3 separate regions of the Mus musculus genome follow, and regions 1 and 2 are each linked to region 3. Evidence: chromatin contacts called from public promoter capture Hi-C data. All regions are on one chromosome and are shown on one strand. The core of a region is the stretch at or near the end of the contact, and the rest is flanking DNA. Distances in the headings are between cores, read along the strand shown.

Region 1 (2,788 bases), core at 278-2,777, 160 kb after region 3:
AAAACGGGGCTGGAGGTGCAGTTCAGTGGAGATTGCTTACCTAGTAGGGCAGCGTGGGGCTCCATCCCCAGACACACACACACACACACACACACACACACACACACACACACACTCACACCCCCCCCCCCCAATAGAAGATATGTCAAATTCAAGGGCTAACAAATAAATCCGTACTTAGGAGTATTATGGAGTCATAGGGAACTGTTTCTATCTATCCATAGTCATGGTATGCTACATAAAAACATTTAGCAAACAACAGGCTCTGCACGAGTGTGTTTATCAGCCCTGTGCTGGGAAAAGCCTATGGCTGGCTGTGGAAGGCTTGCTGGACCAAATCCTCAGCCCTTTTTAATCCACAGGCTTGCTAAACTGCCCATTAATCTGAACTTTCTAAACTTCCTACAACTGAAAAAAAAAAAAAGCTGTATATATACTTAAGCAGCAATTTAAACTTAAATCCAGATGTGGTGGCGCACAACTAATAATCTCACACAAGAGGGCTCTTAGAGTCTGATGTCACTGAGATTACACAGCAAGGACCAGCCAGGGCTACACAGTGAGACTCTATCTCAAAAAAACCAAGCCGGGCAGTGGTGGCACACGCCTTTAATCCCAGCACTTGGGAGGCAGAGGCAGGTGGATTTCTGAGTTCGAGGCCAGCCTGGTCTACAGAGTGAGTTCCAGGACAGCCAGGGCTATACAGAGAAACTCTGTCTCAAAAAATAAAAACAAAACAAAAAAACTAAAAGCGTGTGCTCTCGTGTGTGTGTGTGTGTGTGTGAAGTGTGTACACTTACTTAAATTTAAGAGAAATAAGGTTTACATCAGCTCCCAGGGGGCTGACAGAGGAGAACCTGCACAAAGGCTACTGAAGCCCAGATGCTGGAATCTACGGTGGATGTGCTGTCCTGCTGTCCTCTGCTAACAGCCATCACTGTCTTAACCAGAGCAGCTGTGATGACCCTTCCGACAGTGCCTGCTGATGGTCCTCATAAAATTAGTGCCAGGGAGGTCATCGTTCTGTCACCTGAGATTCCAGACACTACTTCCTGAACCCCTGCTCATGCTGGGGTGGGCCTAGTCAGTGATGTGACTGTTTTGGGGTTGCCTGGGCTCCTGTAAGTAATCTCTCCTACATTCTTATATAAGTCAGTCCAACACACTGGCTGGTTCCCAGGCTGGACCTGTTCTTTGCTGTCATTGGTGCCCTATCTGGTTTGCTCAGGTCTTCCCTGAAAAAGTTCAGGTAACAGGGATACAGGGAGAGGCCTGTAAAGTCCAATGTTCCTCCCCCTGGGCCCAACCATAACTCTACAGAACACTGTAGGTGGAAGTGTTCACACCACCAGGCTGCCCTGGCCTGCAAATGCCTGACTGATTCTTCATAGGGCTGTTGCATCCTTTAGCCCACCCTTGACCTGCCAAGAGGATGTGGGACAGAGGCCAGGATTCCATCCCCTGTGGAGTAGCACAGAAGGCTAAGAAGGCGGGGCAGGCTTTGTTGGGTCTGGGGAGCAGGCAGAGGGCAGGGACAGCTTCAATTTCTCTTTGGTGACACAGAAGGCTGCATGAGCTCACTGTCCCACCCTGCGCATCAGATGGGATGCAGGGAGGGGCCCAGTCAGCTCTACTCGCTTTCAGCTGGGAGATTTTAGACAAGTGACTTCACCTGCCTGTGGTTACCCAACCTATACACCACACCCAGCCCAGAGCGGCCAGAAGACTTCAGCAAGGGACTCTGAAAGCACGGAAGAGCATGACACAGAAGATACAACACAGATTCCCACACAGAAAGGGAAGGCCCCAGCGATGTTCCCACTCTCTTCCTACCCAGTGGGGACATGCCCACTGCAGCTCACAAGGGCAGTCAGACTCACGCTGGTCTTAAGCCAGCCCTTTTAAAATTTGTTCTTCTCAATCCCCAGCCTGCTCCTGAGAATTATGAGTCTGGAAAGGGGTGCTGGATTCTATGTTCCCATTCTGTAGCTTTGGTGAGAGAAGGGAGCCTCAGCCAACCCACTGGCTGGTGACAGGGACACCTGAAGCTGGAAGGTGGGCGTGGCCTTCTGGTCACCAAGAAAATGGGGTAACGTGTTTAACCTGTGACATGCCTTGGTACAAGGACCCTGGGGCCCAATCCAGAGAGAAGCCTGGTGCTTGCCAGACTAAAGGATTTTGGCACCTGGCCTGGGGTTGGCTCTCAGCAGGGTGGGACCACTGTCTTCAGGAGGGTCACATACACACATGGAGCTGGAGAACAACCTTTCCATTCCCTAAGAAGGCAGGCCAGTGGCCTATTGTCTTTCACAGTATGGGACACTCACTCCAGGGAAAACCCACGGAGGTCTGTTGGATCTAGGAACCTGGACACAAAGATATAGCTCAACGTGGTGCGTGCAATGCCATGGGCTTAAGTCCTAGCATCACGTCCAACAAACACCAAGACCCAAAGCTGCAAGGAACCTGTTTGCGACCTGCTTGGTCAGGCACTTAGCATGGTACACTCCCATGTCAGGTATGGTGTGAAGCTGCCTCCCTTCACCTGCTTCCCAGTTCCAACCCAATGGGCCCTCTACAGGGCAGAGCCTCCAGGCACTTAGCAGACAGGGCTTGCCTTTGGGAAGCAAAAACAGCTGACTTCTGGGGGCCATAGGTGTCTTTCCTTCCAACAAACACAAGTCTGCCAGCACTAGGGCTCCCCCTTTCTGACACAGGTTTGTCTGTGGGGAACGTGACAAGACTTATCCCAGGAGAGAAATAAAAAGCATTTCTTATCCATACACTC
Region 2 (2,704 bases), core at 201-2,700, 230 kb after region 3:
TGCGGGCTTCAGTGACCCTGACGGAGCAGCCCACAGCCCTGACTGTGGCAGAAGACTTTGTTCTGCTGGGCACCGCTCAGTGCTCTCTACATATCCTCCACTTGAACAAGTGAGCCCCGCTCTTAGTTCCTGGCCCCTCTAGGTGGAAGCTGTTGGCACAGGGTAATAGAGAGTGCATACTACCCACTCACTAGCATGTGTTACTCATGGGGATTCTTGCCCTGGCCCTCCCTTAGCTACACAGTTGTGGGAGTTCTATAAGCCAGGAATTCAGCTTAGCCAGACTTCAAATGAAGACAAAGTAGATGCACGAAAAGGTGTCTGTTAGCTGGCTTCCTTGCAGTTGTGACTCAGTGTACACCTACTTCCCTGCTCCAGATTGCGGCCCGCCGTGCCTCCCCTGCCCATGAAAGTGCCGGTCCACAGTGTGTCTGTGACCAAGGAGCGCAGTCATGTGCTGGTGGGCCTGGAAGATGGCAAATTGATCGTTGTGGGCGCTGGGCAGCCTTCTGAGGTGAGGAAGAGGGCAGCTTGGCCGGCCGGGCAGGAGGGTGGCGGGTTGTGGGGTGCGGCTGCCAGGGCTCACCGCATCTCATCCCATCCCTACTCCCGCTAGGTACGCAGCAGCCAGTTCGCGCGGAGGCTGTGGCGCTCCTCGCGGCGAATCTCCCAGGTGTCCTCTGGGGAGACTGAATACAATCCTGGCGAGGCTCGCTGAACCTAGAGTCTAGGCGCTCAGACATCAGACCCGGCCCGAGCCTGATTCTCTGCCCAGGAGACTACTGCACCAGGGGGTGGGCGGGGCCCACCCTCCAGCTCAGGGATTGGTAGATGGCATCACCAGGAAGTCCCGCCCCTCGCCGGCTGAGGGGAGACCTAGCGTCGGCCTCTGAGGCCGCTGCTGCATATTTTGCACAATCTGGGGTGGGAGGGAATCCCTACTTTCAAATCCCACGTCCCAGTGAAAGCACAAAGACCACCTGTGGCCTTAATCCTCAAAGGTGACTATCGCTGCCCATTCTCAGCAATAAACGTGGCCTAGTTTTGTAATCTTTCGGTTTCTTGAGTACACATGTGCCGCCGTCCTTGGCCTCCTGTGGCCCCCAGTCTTAGCCTCTGTTACCCTGTCTGGCCTGGCATGCTTCTTCCTGGCCAGGCTGGCCTCGGTGTAGCCAGCGGAGGCGCCTCTGGCTTTGCCAGACGTTTCCTGACTCCTGGTTCTCAGCTCTCGCGGTCCATTGCATGGCATTTGCATGCCAGTGGCCTGCTCTGCCAGGCACGCTGGTGTCGGCTTCTGTGAACTCCGAGTGCTTCTGCGTGCTCCGGCGTGGGGCGGGGGCGGGACCGCGCCCTCGAGCTCGGCCCCGCCTCTTCATTGTCCTGCTCCCCTCTTCAACACCACCCCCCCACTGGCCCGCCCCTTGCCTTGGCTCACTCTTGGGCAGACCGGAACCTGCCCTCTCCAGGGACTCCCGTCGTCTTCCTAGCTGAGTGGATCCTGGCACCCTCGGAGGGGTGGCCGCAGAAGGTTAGGAGGGAATGACTAGCCGGGCTCTTGCTAGGTGGAAGGGGCCAGAACTTTCTCTGTCTCCCGCCTTTAGTGCTCTGATCCTGTGGGTACCAGCGTCTGTGTTGGGGTGTGTATGGGCCTGCAGGGGCTGTTGAATTGTTTCTTCCCATTTTGGGCTTGGAGATGGGTGGGGAGCCCTGAAGAAGTTCCACTCCGGCTGCTCAGGATGGGTGGGGCAGATTCCAAGGCCTGTCTGCTGCTACTGGTTTACAGGCCCACCCACCAAGGATCCCAGAAGCCCCCAACTCCCAATGTGGCGACACAAAGATACAAAGTCCATAAAGGGGCCACCCACATCAGAGGTTTACCTGACTACAGCACCGAACTGCTGATAGCCCTACTATAGACACACCACGTGTTAGAGCCATTGGCTATGCAGCAGTAGCCGTTGGGGACTTGAAGGGCCTCTTTTAATCTCTTACTTATCCAAGCCAGATCTCTCTCCTCCTTCAGATCTGGAGCCTCTCCTCCTCCGTAGACTGCAGGGAGTGGTCTCAGCAGATTTAGTACTCTAGGGTCCAGGTGGGTCCTTGGTCTGAGTTGGCCCTGTTCTTCCATTTCAGGCCCTCTGAGATCTGTATGGTCTATGAGTTTGCTGAACCATTAAGGTATCAGTTCACTTAGTCCCTGCCCAGGAAAGGGCTGGCCACTGGCCCTGGAGGGGACAGAGGGAGCATTAGGCAGTGTAAGCGGGCTTGCCTTGGGGACCTTGGGATGCTGGGTTTTGGCAGATGTGTATGATCACCAGTTCCTAGGGATGTTTCAGCCTGAGATAGGGTCACAGTCCATGTATCTTTACCCTCCTTTTAACATCCCCAGACTCAGCCCAGGTACTTGGGAAGGTCTTTGAGATCGGGTGATTTCTATCCTGAGCTGTACCCCATGCCACCAGCTTTGGCTAGCAGGAGCCAGTTGTTACCTCCACCTATTTGACACAGGAGAAACTGTTCCAGCCCTGGTGTGAATCAGGATGGACACACACGCTGCCCCCAGGGACTCCTGACAGCAGATCTGAGGATTTCTTCATATTTCTGCAGAGTTCCTCCTTCTGAGATTCAAGAGAAGCAGGCTCCAAGCTCCGTCAACTCAGTTCTCTACACAACTCCCCTTCACCAAAAAACAGCCCAGCAGGCA
Region 3 (2,819 bases), core at 73-2,572:
AATTGTTTATGTGAAAGTATACTGGTTAAGTTTAATTGCCAGCTTGACACATGGGAAAGAAAAGCCTACACTGATAAATTGTCTAAATGAGATTGGCCTATGGGTAATTCGTTGGGGGCGGGGTGAGGGTTGTCTTGATTATTAATTATGCTGGATGGCACAGCCCTCTGTGGAGTGGCACTATCCCTAGGCAGGTGGGCCTGGGCTATATGAGAAATCAAGCTAAGCACGGTCCCGTGAGTGAGTGTGACAGCAAGCAGCCCTCCTCCATAGTTTCTGCTCCAGGTTCTCACCCTGGCTTTCCTCAGTGATGGACTGTGACCTGGAAACTTAAGGAAAATAAAGTCCCCACCCCCAAGTGGCTCTATCACACCAAACAGCAAGAAAATTAAAACACCAGGTGTGCTCTGCAGACCCCACAAGAAGTCTCACACAGGCCTCTTGGAGTTACACTGTGGGTTCCCGGATGGAAACCTGAGACAGGGGCAAGCTAGATCAAAGGAGGACCTGCAGTGGCCAGAGAGGCATCTGGCCAGCAGCCAGCTCTGAGTACCCCGACAGCACCCCCAAACTCAGCATTTCCAGCACGAGCTTTGACTTTCCTCAGCCTGCCCCCATCACCAGGATGGAAGGCCCATAAGCAAAGGACCCTGAAGGCAGGCCCAAGGCCTGGCCCACCCCACATGCTCAATAAACACTTGTACAGGGACGTTCCCTTCTGCTTTTCCTTCTATCTACTCTTCCTTTGGGTCCTTGATACCTCGACCCTTTGACCCTAGAGATCAAAAAATCCGTCAGAATTCCCTGACCTCCCCTGCCCAGTACTCACAGGGGAGGTTGCTGGAATGAACCGTCTTAAGAACGGACCCAGTAGTGTCCATCATGCCGAGAGTCCCCACCGTTTTCAGTGGAGCCATGGTCTGTGAGTTCGGTGGAGCCGTCGTGGTCTGGTTAGTCTGGGCTTGCCGAGGAAGGCGAAGCCTGCCTGAGGGACAGATGCCTCTGGAGCCACAGGAGACCCCGGGTCCGGTCGGGACGGTGGTGGACAGCGTCCCCGGGGATGCTCCTGCGGCCAAGTAGCCTGTGGAAGGTCTCCAGCGAGTCAGAGGTGGCCGCGGGTGGGCGTGCCGGGGAGGGCGTCGGGGGCGGATGCGCTCACCTGCCGGCCGCCGAGGCAGGAGCAGCAGCAGCAGCAGCAACAGCAGGAGAAGGGCGCGGGAGCGGGAGCGGGAAGCCCCAGGCACACGGGGACCCTGAGGGCCCTGCCCACGGACCTCTGCCCCGCACCAGGGCTCCATTGCGCCGCTAGGTTCCTCCACAATGGCGCCCTCCATCGGGCGCCTCATGGTGCGCTGGTGCCCAGCCTGCGTGGCGCCCCCTAGATGCCATTCGCTGGGGCGCTCCCGCTAAAGGCGCGCAAGGAGTGTCTGCCTTGTGTCTTTCCTCAGACTCCTGGGCCCTTTCTCTGGGTCCCTATGCCTCGCCTCAGCTAATTTCTAAGCTTCCGTGCTTTCTCCACCAGCAGCCGCAGCAGCGAGAGGAAGGCCATCCCCGACGTGTCGATACCCCTACCCTCCTCTGCCGGCATCCATGCCTTCCTCCTTGAATGCTAACAGCGCAGGCCGTTGTCTCAGGGCACTGATGAAGCAAAGTAATGTGTTCGTTAGGCTGGTCTCGAACTCACAGCAATTCTACCTTGGCCTCCCAAGTGCTGGGAAATAGGTATGAGTCGCCAAGCTTGGCTTCAATGACAATTTTTAAAGGCTGAAATATTTGAAGCAATGTGCTCTCTAGAGCCACTTACTCGCAGTGGGAGCCATAAGGGAGAAGTGCAGTGTCCATCGGTCAACGGTGAGAATAGGAGTTCACTATGTTTGGGCTTTTGAGGAACATGTTAATGACTCAGCAACATAGTTAATAACATTTAAAAAGTAATGTACTCAACTCCTGGGAGCCTTGGTGCAAGGAATTGTATATTTTTAGCTTAAGAGACAAAGTCTGTTCTTATCAAGGTCTTGGTTCTTGGGAGAGACACCTGAGCAGACGATTTCATGTTCCTATCTGGGAGAACAAAAGCAATCACTGCTGCCACATTTCTGCTTCCTGGTGGAGGAAGGGGAACTGTCGCTCTTAGCCAGCAGACCCGAGGTCACTGATGGAGTCACTGAAGCACACCAGGAGGCCCGGATACAGTCACTTCACAATCTCCAAGCAGGGACCTACATCACTCACCCCTGCCAGCAACAGAGGAGGAACTGGCTGGGATCAGGAACCCCCCCCCCCCTCAGGGGAAAGTTAGGGGTTGGCAGAGACATGAAGGCAGCAGAACACAGATGGTAGAGTCAAGTCTCTCATCTGACCTTAGGAAGTCTCCTAGAAGGAAGTTAGTTCTTACAGGAAGACACAGGGAGGGGGCCTTGGGAATATGGGAGCCACTGAACTGCTAGGTTCACAGAGCAGGGACTTCAAGTCCCAGTCAGCAAGAGTGAAAGCTACAGGCTGGATAGCTGTACCAGTGGTTAAAAGTGTGTGCTGCTCTTTCAGAAGACCTGAGTTTGATTCCCAGGAGCCACACCTGATGGCCCATAACCACTTGCTACTCCAGCTCTAGGGGAAATCTGCCACTCTTGCCCCCATGCACGCACATAAATGTAATTTTTAAAAAAAAAAAAAAAAAGAGGAAATTCTAAGGGAAACAAGGGAACAACCTCCAGGATCGCACAACGCACCTCTGACAGACGTGGAGTAAGAATATCAGAGAAGGCACAGCTTGAGAAACAGTCAAGTTTTATGAGGGAGGTGCTCTAAAGGGTTTTGGT

What was found. Promoter capture Hi-C pulls out the DNA fragments that hold promoters and counts their contacts.
Region 1: a contact with region 3 is called in a promoter capture Hi-C map of embryonic stem cells, with 16 read pairs. The contact joins the enhancer-like site here to the promoter of Prss50 in region 3. A contact is called at or near these places in 6 of 39 promoter capture datasets (cranial neural crest, embryonic stem cells, frontonasal cranial neural crest and 2 more) and 2 of 9 other capture datasets (adipose tissue and liver).
Region 2: a promoter capture Hi-C map of embryonic stem cells shows a contact between it and region 3, with 19 read pairs. The contact joins the promoter of Nradd here to the promoter of Prss50 in region 3. A contact is called at or near these places in 13 of 39 promoter capture datasets (the 3T3-L1 cell line, 3T3-L1-derived adipocytes, the C10 cell line and 8 more), 23 of 484 Hi-C or Micro-C datasets (the 63-12 cell line, B cells, CD8 T cells and 16 more), 1 of 115 datasets of contacts at active chromatin or transcription factors (double positive thymocytes) and 5 of 9 other capture datasets (adipose tissue, embryonic stem cells, liver and 2 more).

What each region holds. Positions count from the first base shown.
Region 1 is chr9:110,696,355-110,699,142 of GRCm38.p6, reverse strand. The region is part of intron 2 of Ccdc12 (coiled-coil domain containing 12); the gene reads right to left. Among named protein-coding and RNA genes, the nearest start is that of Gm35715, 23 kb to the right of the region's middle. Within about 2 kb of position 1,527, at least 33 of the 459 cell types and tissues checked have an H3K27ac peak or open chromatin away from gene starts, as enhancers often do. A contact at or near this core is called in embryonic stem cells, where this site is marked.
Region 2 is chr9:110,623,139-110,625,842 of GRCm38.p6, reverse strand. It overlaps Nradd (neurotrophin receptor associated death domain), which reads left to right and starts at 1,450. Exons shown (of 5, transcript NM_026012.2): 1 at 1,450-1,528; 2 at 2,608-2,704. Nbeal2 (neurobeachin-like 2) reads left to right here. Exons shown (of 54, transcript NM_183276.2): 52 at 1-109; 53 at 379-514; 54 at 617-1,054. The coding sequence ends at 718.
Region 3 is chr9:110,856,470-110,859,288 of GRCm38.p6, reverse strand. It overlaps Prss50 (protease, serine 50), which reads right to left and starts at 1,322. Exons shown (of 5, transcript NM_146227.4): 1 at 830-1,322. The coding sequence starts at 1,298. Prss46 (protease, serine 46) reads right to left here. Exons shown (of 5, transcript NM_183103.2): 5 at 2,767-2,819.